Regions from separate parts of the Lactuca sativa genome. Here region 2 is linked to region 1. A link is a contact called in public Hi-C data. All regions are on one chromosome and are shown on one strand. The core of a region is the stretch at or near the end of the contact, and the rest is flanking DNA. Distances in the headings are between cores, read along the strand shown. Region 1 holds the start of LOC111881179 (actin-depolymerizing factor). Region 2 holds the start of LOC111881177 (11S globulin seed storage protein Jug r 4).

Region 1 (7,394 bases), core at 3,174-5,673:
TATATATATATATATATATATATATATATATATATATATATATATATATATATATATATATATAAACTTTTCTAAATCTGCGAGACAAGACGCATGCTATCATGCTTGAAACCATTGTGTTCTTGTTAGATCGGTTAAGTTAATATCGGACATAAAACCAGTGAGTTCTTGTTATATATAATAATTATGGAGTAGGACAATGAGCAAAACCAATGGGTTGTTAGCATTGATATAACACTTTTATAAACTTGACATTTAATATAAATCTATAATTATATACATTCTTTTTTTTTTTTGGTGTACATTCAAGTTGTTTAGTTTTTTGTAGTTTATACAATATACTTTAGTTTACTCTTCAGGTAAGTCATCACAGAGATAAGGAAGATAGGGTCTTGTATCGTTGTGTGATATATCAACACTCCTTTAAGAGACAGAGGCTCGATGAGTATATACAACAATATGTGGAGCAGTGATGGTGGTGGTAATGTTTGTTTAAAACGCACACGTGCGCGCACACACAAGTCATAAATCACGGTCTTAAAACATATGGATTTATCATGGTTTGTAAAACCTTAAGAATTAACATTGCTGCAATTTCCCGTCTTGCGCCATTTAGAACCCTGTCTAATTGATTTTTATAAATTATTACTCATTTCTGTACATACATAAAATTTCTGCAGCATCGCATAGTGGTACAACCCATGGTATACAAAATTTAAATAACAAATTACACAAGTTAAAAAACCACTTTCAACCAACACGAAACAAAGGCTGATTCAGATGATTCAGCCCAAAAAGAACTCGACTTGAGCTAGCATTTTTACTATCTACGAATACAAAAAGTTCGCCAAACACTTTTAACATTTTCAATAAATATGAAAACTCGAATTCAGAATAAAATCTAAAACTAGAGCCAGAATACAGTGTGTGCTTTAATAATCAGAAAATATGTTTCATAATTTTGTTCGACTTTGTTAACATCAAAATCATATATCTCTATGGCTAATCTGTTCTTGAAATATGCCTTCGGCAAACACCTCAACTCATTAATTTTGACACACAAAAAAGTCCAAATAGCTAAGAAATCAGACAAGAAATTTGCTGTCTTAAAATATACAATAATCTCAAAATCGTCAAACAATTTGATGATTTCCCATCACCAAAATTGTATTTTAGTCCCAAAATTGTATTGCTGTCAAAGGTATATTCTGTATTTCTTGTTTCTAACGTCCATCAAGAACACATTTGTGTATATTATTAATACACAACAGTTTTTTTTTCCTGATTAATCATTTCATGTAAAGTTAGCAATGGCTGGTGATCAACTTCAAGTGCTTCACGCACTTGATCTTGCAAAAACACAATGGTACCATTTCACAGCAATCATAATCGCCGGAATGGGTTTCTTCACAGATGCATATGATCTCTTTTGCATCTCACTTGTCACAAAATTACTCGGCCGGATTTACTACCATGTTGAGGGCCACCCAAATCCCGGCACACTGCCGCCCCAAGTGGCGGCGGCAGTCAACAGTGTCGCGTTTTGTGGAACCCTAACCGGTCAACTCTTTTTCGGGTGGCTCGGGGACAAAATGGGAAGAAAAAAAGTGTACGGAATGACACTTTTGATCATGGTGATTTGCTCCATAGCTTCCGGCCTTTCGTTTAGCAATGACCCGAAAGCAGTCATGATTACCCTTTGTTTCTTTCGATTCTGGCTAGGGTTTGGAATCGGAGGCGACTACCCGCTTTCCGCCACTATAATGTCGGAATACGCGAATAAAAAAACCCGAGGAGCTTTTATCGCTGCGGTATTCGCTATGCAAGGTTTCGGGATTTTAGTCGGTGGCATTTTCGCAATTATCGTGTCGTCATCGTTTAAAGCTAAGTACAACGTTCCGCCATATGTGACCGACGAATTCCGTTCCACTCCTCACCAAGCCGATTACATATGGCGAATCATCTTGATGTTTGGCGCGATTCCGGCCGGAATGACGTATTACTGGCGAATGAAGATGCCGGAAACGGCCCGGTACACTGCTTTAGTTGCCAAGAACGCGGGAAAGGCGGCAGCGGACATGGCACGTGTTATGCAAGTCGATATCGAAGCCGAACAAAAAAAAGTTGAAGAAATAAGCGAAAAAGATTCGAATTCGTTTGGTTTGTTTACAAAACAATTTCTCCGCCGCCACGGGCTCCACCTCCTTGGGACCACCACCACATGGTTCTTACTCGACATCGCGTTTTACAGTCAAAATCTCTTCCAAAAAGACGTTTTTAGCGCGATTGGATGGATTCCACCGGCGAAGACCATGAGCGCGATTGAAGAGGTTTTTAGAATCGCGAGAGCCCAAACGATAATCGCGCTTTGTAGTACGGTTCCCGGGTATTGGTTTACAGTTGCCTTCATTGACCGAATGGGTCGGTTCAAAATCCAACTCATGGGGTTTACAATGATGACAATCTTTATGTTCGCATTAGCAATCCCTTACAATCATTGGAAAGAACACGAAAACCGAATCGGGTTTGTGGTGATGTACTCTTTGACTTTCTTTTTCGCCAATTTTGGCCCGAATGCCACCACGTTTATCGTACCTGCCGAGATTTTCCCGGCCCGGTTGCGGTCAACTTGTCATGGGATATCGGCCGCATCAGGAAAGCTCGGGGCGATTGTTGGTGCTTTCGGGTTTTTATATTTGGCTCAAGATAAAAAGAAACCCGATGTCGGGTATTCTCCGGGTATTGGTGTTAAGAACGCGCTTATTGTGTTGGGTGTTGTTAACTTTTTGGGTGTTCTTTTTACACTTTTGGTCCCCGAAGCTAAAGGGAAATCACTTGAGGAGATGTCGGGTGAAAATGAGGATGATTATGATGCGGTAAAGCCAGAAGATGTATCCAAGGTGGCAGCAACCTAAAGTTGTTTCATGTATCATGCCTTAATGATTATGTCTATTTGTTTTATGTTTAAATTGTACTTCTGCTCTTCATAAAGTCTCGTGTTTTCTTTAAAGAATATCATCTTTGAAGAACGATATGAATAGACACCTTTTGTCCATTGAGAGTTCACCCATACAGGGGTGTGGCATAGATTCGTTTATATTTGCATATAACAATATAATAGTATCAAGAAGATGATCAACTACATACGTAACTAGATACATGACAATTTGCATAAAGTAGAAATAATGGGAGGACGGGTACAAGATTGGTTGATTTTGTGTTGTTGTAGGGCAGGTGCCATTTATTTGAAACACAAGTTGAAGAAAGCTAACCAATCAGTATACGCGTTCCTTGAGCACATCAAGCTCCATTTCTGTAGGGTCGGTTGCTTGAATCTCATAATGAACACCATCCAACTCGTGTCTCAACCTGTCTTTTGATGTTGCATACAACATCTTGGCTCGAATCCTAGAGGATGCAGGTGACCTGAAAAAAGTCAAATCAAACACCATAATATCCATTTAAGTACACAAAAAGATAATCAAGTATGCTAGAAACGAATAGATCAAAAGAGATAGAAAGCTAACCAAGCGATGAAGAAAATCTTGCTCTTTTGACAGTTCTCAGAGGTGACAAAGTCATAGTCATAAATCGCGTATCTGCAATCATTCTCAGGCAAAGCTAATGTAAAATCGTCATAGCTTTCAGCAGGACTTCCAGTTTTCTCAACAACAACTTCGTTTTTCTTGTCATCAATCTTGAAGATCACATAACGGTGAGCCTTCTTTCTTTGCAGTTCCAAGAAGGTACCTTTACAGTGATCAGCAACTCCCATTCCAGATGAAGCATTTGCCTATGAATCAAATATTTTTTTTTGTGTAAGATTTCGTAGGATCAATAGTTCTAGAAATCATAACTAGAATAGAAATCAATAGTTCCAAATAAACACCAAACAAGCACTTTAAACAACTTTACACAGGATCCCCTTTACGAACATAACCAAGTTCTTCAATCTTACAGAAAGTAGCAAAATTAGGTAGTAATTTAGAACAGAATAAAGCTGTAATTGCTACTGATTAACTGTAATCGATCGTCTACAGATCTCAAGCACGGGAACAGCGAAAAAAGAAACCTATAATTCCAAGAATTCAAAGACAGAAAAGAAAACCCTAGCTTCCGAAGTTGATTCCATTATTGATTAACAAAAACAAGAACTAAAGCAAGAGAATTTGTGCATACCCCTCCTCTGAATCTGAACGACATGAGTGATCTTGAAAACGAACCAAACCCCAGATGAAAAATGAAGAAATGAAGTGTGTATTTGTTGTGTGGATTGAGAAGGTAAACCACAAAATGAGAATAAAGATGAGCGGATGAGGGGTATTGATAGAGACTAAAATCAAAAATAAGATTGAATTCCAAATTCCAATTACGTAAAGATGAAATTTGGAAAAATTGGGGGGGCGGTGCGTAGAATCAACGCTGATATTAGTTTTCGTTTGCTGAGTTGGCAACTCGAGTCATGCTTGCGGGTTCCATTAACGATCCACAAGTGACACCACCAAGTTTCCGCGTCTTCTTTTCAAACATTTTTTTTTTCAAGTTTCCTCAATTCTACATGCTTTTTTTCTTCACATAACTATGTCTTTTAAATCATTAGGGTTATGCTACATACATATACATCTATCTACTCAATTAAGTTCTTGTTGTCATTGTTGATGGCCCCTGAATTTCAATTATGTTACAACTTATGTTTCAATATGTTGAGTTTATAGACGTATTCGATAAAACTAGCTGGAAGTTGGTGATTGGTAGTTATAAGCTGGAAGTTGATGATTAGTAGAAGTTGTAACTTTTATTTGTAAACGATTGTTCGGAAAAAAAAAATAGTTGAAGAATTTTAAAACATGACTTTTTTGATAACTAGATATGTTTTATTAGTAGAATTAATAAGTAATTAGTTTTTGATTGTTTTGGAGTTTATTAGTTATATAAGTAAAAATAGAGATGACTAGAAAACAAAAATAAATAAATAAATAGATAAAATAAGAAAATGAAACTTGTGAAATGGGAGGAGTAAATCAGTAAAGTGTCGCCACCGGACAAGTTTACTAGGAGACCGTCTAGATTCCGTAGTATATTTGTACACATTTTAGAATTTTTTTGGATCTTTTGATCTATTTTTCCCTTTTTATTCGTTTTATTATGTTTTAGGATATAAGAGTAATCTAAAATAGACTTTGTAAAAACTTTTACATGATTGTAAGGACTTGGTGCTCTTTCTATTTAAAGGAATTAGAATCTCTTTTAAGAAAAGCAACATAATTTGGTAAAAGATTCAGAGGCCTAAATTTCTAAATTGGTAGGCGAACGGTCCCTAGTTGAAATCTAAATTTCTAAATAAAATACTGAGTAAATTATGTTTTTGGTCCTTGTACTAATGTCATCTTTTTATTTTGTCCAACAAAGGATCATGTTTACTTTTGATGCGTAATTTATTTTTTATTTTTATTTTTCGCAACGATTTGGCCTTTATTTATGAGAAGTTAATAGCTCAAGTATTATGTTTGTAAAAACTACTATATTATCATTGTTGGTGATTTGTTATCATTAATGTTAAGTGTCATGTCATTAATTTGTTAACAAAAAGTGATCTAGATAAATATTAAACAAGTAATGAAGATGTAGAGTACATATTTGTTTAAGTTTGATCAAGTTTCAAAGTACACTATCATTTGGGGGTGAAGTCCCTGAATGAATGGAGGTCTGGGGGTAGCGCCCCTAAGAGCGGGGTCCAAGGAGTCCAAGGGGCAGATTCCTTGATGTCTAAACTCTGGTGATCATGCAGACTTGATGCCTAAACCCTGGCGACCATGCAGACTTGATGCCTAAACCCTGGCGACTATGCAGACTTAGTGTCCGTTGAGTAAACCATGGAAACGATGGATTTCATGTCAATTCCTTAGGATGATCCTTAGGAATGAATGAACTTGAGATAGCTGATTCTTAGGGTAGATTCTTAAGAATAAAGAAGATAATGGGGACGGGTAATTGGGTTGATTGTTTGATTGTTTAAACATAATAATTATATTATTGTGGGTTGAAAACCCGATGTACTCACCAGGTTTCCCAACCTGACCCACTCAGTTTATTTATATCACATGTGTCGATATGAAGTTACATTACACCAACAAATTAAGGAGATATAAATCACTAGTGATAATGAGTGTAAGTTCTGTTTATGGTTATGTTCATGTATTGACGATGACATCTCAAATGTTTTAAAATGAATAAAAATACATTTCTTCATAAATGTTTTGATAACATATTTATCATGTTTTACTAGGAACAAATTCCGCAACATTTTTATTAAAAAAAGGTACTCTGATTAATGAATGCATGAAGCCCTTAAATCCATAAAGTTGGCACCTTTATGCCAAAAGAGTCCATGAGAACCCCATATCTGGAAGAACAAGGCTTTGGGACGTCCTAATCCCAACATTCATCCAATCCATGGCTAAAACATAACAATTTAACCCAAAAGAGAGATCTAAGCATCTAGCAATCAAGATAAGAACTTATACGTCAAACTCCTTGCAAAATAAGTAGTGATTCTGGATCCAAGACTTCCTTCTCAAAGCTTAGAAACTTCAAGATCTTCTAACTCTTTCACAATACAAAAAATGAACACCAAACTTCCTTCCAAGGCTCAAATGCTTGACAATGGAGGCTACAAGTTGTTTCATGGTTTGATAACAATGGAGGCAGATAAGGAGGCCAAACAAAGGAACTTAAGGCCTTTAAATAGGGTGCAACACCCTAAAAATTAGGGTTTCCTTACCAGATGCCAACACGCTGAGTTGAGGCACCTCAACACGTCGTGTTGGTTTATTTAGTCCCCATGATTCTTCCATCCTAAACACTTTGTGTCCAACTCAAAATAAGCTTTATTATCAATAAATTCTCCTCAAGATTTCGAGCCTTACAACTCTCCCCCACTTAAATTAGATTTCGTCCTTGAAATAATTTCTTACCATATCCAGGCACGCTATACAGCTTGAAGAACACAACCACAACCCTGTCATACAACGGCCTTTCTAAATATACTAGAACCATCATTAGCATAGTTCTTCAAAACCAATAAAGAATGAATCCTCAATCCCTTATAGAAAACCAATCCTACCTCACCTCAAATCCGAAACCTAGAATCTTAGATGGCATGACTCCGTGACAGACCTCCCACACTGAACCGCTACCATGCCAACCTCATAGAATTTCATACCAAACAACATGCTTTCAATACCCCGATCACCTTGATGCTTTAAAGGGAACAACATCACTGACCATATACAGCTACAAAACACTTATACTCGACAGAAGGCTCAGATAATCTTTCAACTAGAATATTCATCCCTGCAACGGTTAGACTCAGACGAGAGCTGCGCAATAGGGTC
Region 2 (7,394 bases), core at 1,285-3,784, 130 kb after region 1:
GGAAGGCTTCTGCAGACGACGTCGATGATGTTCGAGGGTCTTTGTATGAAGGCTGTAGACGGAGGAAGGGAAAAAAATATGGTGGGTGGGACTTTTCTCATTTTTAAGTAATTAAAAATATTTGATGAAATATAAAAATAACAAAAATAAATATAAGGGCATGATAGTCTTTTTAAGTTGATAGGGACCAAAAACACTAAAAGTATCCAAAATTGGACCATTGGTACACCGCCAATTTTTTTTGGACCAAAACCCGTATTTTTGACAAATCGAATGAACCATTTTTGCAATTTTGTCGTTTTTACATGATAATATTTCAAAAAAAAAGTAAATATTTTGATACAAAGAGAATTCATCTTGTAGCTCCGCATTTGATATTCATTTTACCGAATATCAAATGTTCTGTAAAAAAAAATGTTCCAGTATATTTTATATGACATGTATTCTGTAAAATGAATACTTAGCGTAGATTCGCATTCGATATTTTCGTAAAATAACATGTATTCTGTAAAATGAATACTTAGCGTAGATTCGCATTCGATATTTTCGTAAAATACTAAAATGACAGAATCCATCTTGTCGCTCTTAAAACTGTTCGTTAAATATTAAAATAAGATTTTAGGAATGATTTTCAAGAACAGCTTGTACTGGGAAATAAACTCGATAACCGTAGGCGACAATATGATAATCTATTCAATACCATAAAAAAAAACTCTTTATTATTACTTTCTTACATCGATGGATGGAATTTAAGTCCTTAAAAACTATAAACCACCTTACATCTCTCCTTATTCCATATATATCGAAACCCTAAAGAAACATACAACCGGCCGCACTCTTCTACACCAAGAGCTTAAGCAGCAATAGACCTCCCAGTAGACCTCGACGTCGGGCTGAACATCACCGTCTCCTTCCTGTTAAACTTCAAGCTCCATGCTTGTTCCGGCGTCATCTGGTATGCGCTTGCAATCACATTCACCGGCATAGCCCTTAGAGCAGAAGTATGACCCGCCAAGGTGTTGATCATGGCGTTGTCATTGGTCCTGAAAGCTATCCATTGGCACCCTTGTTCGCCTGCCTTTTGCACCACCGCAAAGTTCTGTGGCACCACCACTAGCTGCCCTTCCTGGATCTGGTCGTCGAACACTGTTTGTCCCTCGTGGTTCACTATCTGCATCCCCATGTCTCCCTTTGTCACGTAGATTATGCTGTGTGCATTCATCAACCAGTGTGGCGACACTATAGCATTCTACACCCATATATCACGAATAAGATCATTAATGATAAGATATATGATTTTTGGTGAATATATAAGCAGTTGCTACTAACCCTGCGAAGAACTCCCCTTTCGGCACTGAGTTGAAGCATTTGGAGGATGGGGAGTTTGAAACTGTTGAGATTGTTGCACCATCCAGCTTGTGGGTTATAGAAATCTGCACGTGAAGGATCGTCGATGTTGTGTGTCATCTTCGCTGAGCAAATGGTCTCTTCGAAACCATTTGCGGCACCTCCACGGCCTCTTTGTTCTTGTTGTTCACTCTTCATTGGTGGCCTGATAACTTGAAGTCCTCTTTCCACCTTCACAATGTGACCCCTGGTGTCATCTGGACTTTGAAGTTTCTCAGCTGTCTCTTGGTCGACATTGAATACCTCTGCAAGCATTTCAAGATCGAACCCACGGAAAATGTTGCCGGAACCCTCCTCCTGTGACTGTCCTTTCTGACTCCTCCCCCATGATTTTCCTCCTCCTCCTTGTTGTTGTTGTTGTCCTTGTTGTGGGTTTCCAGCAAGGAAGAATCTCTGCATGAACCATGTTTAATATATGGGTGTAGGGGTCTAAAAAAATGGAAGAGTTTTAAGGTTTTTTAAGATATACGTACTCTGTGGAACTGGTCAAGCTGGTTTGCTGAGTTAGTGGAGTCGAGCAAAGCAACAGCAATAACTTCCTCTTGTCCGTCGTTGTACATCCAGTGAGCAGCTCCGGCGGGGAAAACCACCACATCACCTTGCTGGAAATGGCGGATCTTCTGGTGGCGATCTTGGAACGATCCACTTCCCTCCTGAAGTTGTTGCGACGACTGGAATGTCTCCGGACACCCAGGTAACATAGTTCCTTGATAACCCCTCCCTAGAACAAAAAAAAACAAATTAAACCCCCATAAGTACAAATAAAAAAGTTAGAAATTTAATTAAACCGAGTTAGTTACCTTGTAGAATGTAGACCATGAGGGGAGTGTTTACGTAAGAAGGTAAAAGAAGTCCTTGTGGTTGGATATGGTGGCGGATGACCTCCACTCCGGCACACAGGAACTGCTGGTTGCTGGAATCAAAGAAGTCAGTCCACCCAGCTTCAGCTTGAACTCGTTCATTGGGTTGAAGAGCATTGATTCTTTGAATCTGGCACTGGTTTTGCTGCTGCTGCTGCTGGAAAGGGCGTAAAGCAAGACAGCCATGGAAGACTAAAAGGAAGCTTAGAGAAAGAGAGAGGATTGAAATGTTAGCCATGGTAGTGTAGTAGACTGTGGATGGTGGTGGAGTGGTAGGATGGAAATGGAATTTAAAGAAGAGGAGAGTGGATGAGAGATGGACACATATGGAGGTGGTCGTAGAAAGATTTAGCCAAGTTGCGGCATGCATGATGACTTGGAAGGTCTCATTGCTTGACACACAATTAAGAAGAGGTGTTGTAGATGCTGGTTTTGGTAACAATAACAGAGAAACTAGCGGCTAGATGTCTTTATTTGCAGTTTTGCACCAAAGCTTCGGCTTCTCATTTTCTAAACGTACTCGAGTTTAATCACACCTACGTATATATGGTTATAATTTTTTAGTGAACCAAGTTAAAGACAACTTAATATATTTATTTTTTTCGCTTGCGTTGAGATATGGAATGAATTTGGATAAAGTGACAAGATTTGTGATTTTTTTTCTTTATAAATTTGTATTAGAGCTTGGAATTTTTTTTTATCAATATATGCGATCATATTTTGATTTATATCTACTTTTTTTTTTTAATATCAATTTAAGAAGAGAAAAGATTGGTTAACCAATTGATGGATTTTAAAAATTGATTTTTTTTTCTTCTTTTCTTGGGGAAAATGACACATATGACATACAAACATTATAGAGTTGACCGATTGAGTCTCTAAATTATTTTTATGGCTTTATGAGGGAATGAAGTCGTTTTTGTTGGGCCGATTACGTCATTTTGGCCAAAGTGAAGGGGCATCCAGCTACCTTTTTGCCACATTGACATTTGTTGACCAATTTCACTTTTTTCTTTGTTGACCAAACTTGCCACATCACCAATTGTGGTCTGATTGTTATCACAGTTAAATCACTTTAAGTTGAGAGGAAAACCCATAAGGCTAGTGTGGTGTCAACAAGATCCGCTTACGAGAAAAACTGGAGTGTCTGAAGGAAAAGTAAAAGACGAGTAAACAATGTATAGTGTAAAATGGTTTTTCTTATTGGGGGTTAAATCACACAAAAAGCTTTTTATTCATTTTATTTAAGGAACTCGACGAGTTGGAGGCCCCAACTCGTCGTGTCGAACCTAGTCATCCCGTGTGGTTTTTGACTCCTACTCGACGAGTCGGAGGACCCCGACTCGACAAATAGAGGCTATGCATGGAAACCCTAAATTTTCGGGTTTGCACCCTATTTAAAGGACCTTAAGTCCTTTTCTCCAGCCCCCTTACCACCTTTTGACGGCTAGAAGAAACCCTAATCAGTCCAACTTTGTTCTTGAGTGTTTGAGAGGCTAAAGTGTGTTTTTGGTGCTTTTGATTGAAAAAGCTTGGAGTTTTAGAAGCTTGGAAGTAGAAGAAGAGGGTAGATCCAGTATCTACATTGTCTTGGCTTGCATTTAAAGGTAAAAAGCCCCAACCTTGGTCTTCCATTTATTAGATCCCTCCTTAAGTGAGAATATGGGCATTTTGGTGCAAAAATGGAGTTACTTTCGGATTTGAGCTTGTCACAAGGGCATAGTTTCAGATCTGGACTCCTCTAGGCCCCTATGGACATAAACCCTCAAGCTTTATGAGGCTTTGGCTCTCCTTCATCTCCAAAACCTTTTTCTAAGGCTATTTATGAGTGTTTTAGCTTCATGGAGCTTTGCATGCATGTAAAGTTAGCAACTTTACGTGATAATCACACCCTAGAAGCCTAGATCTACAACTTGGAGCTTTGGTTTCATGAAAAAACATCTTTATGAGAAATGGACTGAAGGGACTCGACGAGTTGCATGGTCAACTCGACGAGTCTGATGAAGATTGGTTGTTGATAGTTTCTGCATGGACTCGGCGAGTCAGTGAGATGACACGACGAGTCAGTTAGGATTTTTCCCGACTTTTGGACACGCATGGACTTGACGAGTTGTCTGGAAACTCGGCGAGTCAAGTAGGGTTTTCATGATTTCTCGAGTTTTGGAAGGACTCGATGAGTTAATGAGCTGCACTCGATGAGTTGGGTCAACATGGACTGTTGACCTTAACCGTTGACTTTGACTTTGACCAAGGGTTAACCAATTTGACTTATGGGGGTATTTTAGTAAATTGGGAATTTATGGAAGTGGTTTTATGGTGAATATAGGTGGTGGAGTCCGTGGTTGTGATTCGAGAGTTTGACCTTATCACTATAGTTCGACATTTGTAAGGTGAGTTATCCTCACTATACTAAGGGGTCTAAGGCACCAAGGTCGGCCCATTGGATTGATATCCTAGTAGTTATTGATATGTTGAGTATGAGTTAGATATGCATGTTAGTTCGGTATGCTAACCTGGTAGATCTGTAGGACTACCTGTGATACTATGTGATTTTTGTACGAACATTATCTGTTACACGTCGACATGTTATATGGGTAGGGTTGAGGTTTCATTACTCCGTGCGGTGACCAACAAACCCTAGAGTATGCCAAATGTGTGCCGAGGGCCAGGGAGGGCATGTCAGACTCATACTGAGGACTCCTAAGCATTCCAGATGCTAGTTGAGGGCCAGGAGAGCATACCAGACTCGCACTGAGGGCTAATCGTTTCGTTACAGTCCTAGGACTGAGGGAGCAAGCCATATATGAGCTGTGGGCCTGTAAGGCAAGCCAGACTCATATTGCGGGCTCAGGGGTAATCTAGTCTATAAAGTTGTGGACCCATTACATGTTGTTATTATGTGTGCTATTTGTTATGTATCAGTATTTTAGGGGAACTCACTAAGCTCAGGCTTATAGTTTCAGTTTTTGTTTCAGGTACTTCGGATGATCATGGGAAGGCGAATGCGTGATCGTACAGCTCCTTACATTTTATGATTTTGATTTCTGGGATACTCTGACATACTATTTTGAAAACACTTTGTAATAATTAATGATTTTTATGGCTTGATTTCTAGGATACCCTGACATACTATTTTGAAAACAAGGGCAACATCTAATTTTGTCACATTAAATAATTAGAAGAAGAGAGTTTAATCGGTATCATATACAACAACGTGCTCATAGTGAAAGTGGCATATGTAGACGTCGCCATTAACATATCCTAGGAAGAATATAATAAGATCGGCAGAAGTTTAGGGCTTAGGAAGGAATGAGGGAGGAAAGACTAGGATGATACCATATAAACTAAGATTGAATCAACCACACATTAATTATGTGTGTGAGAGTTGTATTTATATAAATAATACAAACAAATCTCATATGACAAAGGAGTAACAAATACAAGATAAATACCACATAAACATTTGAATATAATTAAGACTACTTATCTAATAGTTGCCAATTCAAGATCGTTTGATGATGATGAAGATCGTGAAAAATTGTTTCTCTTTGTCGGAGATGGTGGAGGCTTTAATTTACCAGTTTAATTGTGGGAAGAAGAAGGTACCGTGATTTCTTTGACTTTTGCTTCCTAATATTGATCCCCTGCATCGCAACCTATCATAAAGACATGTTTTGTCTATGTGTCAATAAACCGGGGAGCACAGGTGAATGTACTAAAAGGATAGGTTATCCACTATTTTGTTCCCTAATAAAGCCACAAAAATAACTTAGGAACTCAACAGGTTAACCCTAAAAAGTCCGTAGGACATTTGTGTCATTTTCCCTTTCTTTTTTTTGCAATTGATTAAAACATGAATACATAAATTATAAGAAATTGATGACTTAATATATTTTGATACATCCCTTATCTTAATAAAAGAATCATTTTTTGTCCACGTGTCATATTTTCAGCTCATTTTTTTAACTAGTCAAATTACTATTCTACAATTTTCTTCATTAATTTGTAAATCATTAATCATTAAGACTAATGGGTATCGGCAACACCCATCGGGGCGTTTTTGTGCGTCGACCCCCTTTACCGTTATTGTGCATTATACACCTGCACGTTACTTCCCGTTACCACCACCACTGTCATTTAACGTTGTTTTCTTCTTTTTCTCTAAAAACATTGGTGTGGGCGTTGCCCACACCTACTAGCCTAACATTTAAATGCCGTTAAATGAGGAACAATTTTTTTTGGTAAGTATATACAGTAAGCACCATTTTCCTCCCCAATCTCACCACCTCATCTTTTTTTTCCATGTTTTCCCCATCTCTGTTCATTACCTTATCCTTTTTGCATTACCTAATTCCCCTTTTGTTACGATTTCATATCCTTTGTATGTTGGGTAGTTTTTTAATAGTTCATAGAACAACACCTGATTAAATTGATTTGAGGCGTTTTTTGTATTGTGATATAGATTGAGGTCTAGTTTGTAGGAAGCTTGAGGTAGTTTTGTGTTGTCGAGAACACATGTGGAAGTTAGCCATGCTACGACATGATGACCAATTTGTGGTTTCACTAAGAACAACACGACACATTTCGATTTTATGGTTTAAATCCAAGGTGACAATCCCATCTTCATCTGAGTAATCCCCTACATCTTCCTCTTGCTTCATTTAATTCTTGTCATTTGCTGATTTCGATTTTATGTTTTCTTTAAAAAAGCCATTAGGTACAGAGAAGTTAAAGTTGTTGGATAGATTTTGACAACTGTTAACTGATCAAGAGGGCATCAATTTCGCTTCACCAAACCAAAGGTCTATGTATATGTTGAATATTGATTTTATTTTCCCTTTTGTTTGTTGTTATACTGAATTCGTCTTCACATTCTATCATCATGTTCTTACTCTTAAACCCCCATATCCTGATTTTTATCTTTCGGTTTATTTCCTCTCTAATTTGATTGAATTAGATTGGTTTTATATGTTGTCAACATGTAAATGTTATGAGATGTTGATAGATGTTATTTGAGATTGCCTAGCAGTCGTTTGATGTTGCCTAGCAAGTGTTTGATGAAATGTCTAAGAAATGATCACTAGGGCATGGATGATAGATCTTGCTTATGATATGATTTTCTTTGTT

Evidence for each region. Hi-C and Micro-C count contacts between places; a contact is called where the count stands out from the background.
Region 2: a contact with region 1 is called in a Hi-C map of leaf, with 6 times the contacts expected there. The contact joins the promoter of LOC111881177 here to the promoter of LOC111881179 in region 1. A contact is called at or near these places in 2 of 4 Hi-C or Micro-C datasets (both in leaf).

The regions. Positions count from the first base shown.
Region 1 is chr9:11,549,238-11,556,631 of Lsat_Salinas_v11, forward strand. It overlaps LOC111881179 (actin-depolymerizing factor), which reads right to left and starts at 4,424. Exons shown (of 3, transcript XM_023877573.3): 1 at 4,180-4,424; 2 at 3,528-3,793; 3 at 3,035-3,426. The coding sequence starts at 4,203. The coding sequence ends at 3,276. LOC111881178 (inorganic phosphate transporter 1-4) reads left to right here and starts at 1,311. Exons shown (of 1, transcript XM_023877572.2): 1 at 1,311-2,930. The coding sequence starts at 1,311. The coding sequence ends at 2,915.
Region 2 is chr9:11,683,469-11,690,862 of Lsat_Salinas_v11, forward strand. LOC111881177 (11S globulin seed storage protein Jug r 4) reads right to left here and starts at 2,535. Exons shown (of 4, transcript XM_023877571.1): 1 at 2,208-2,535; 2 at 1,881-2,128; 3 at 1,330-1,800; 4 at 698-1,249. The coding sequence starts at 2,505. The coding sequence ends at 854.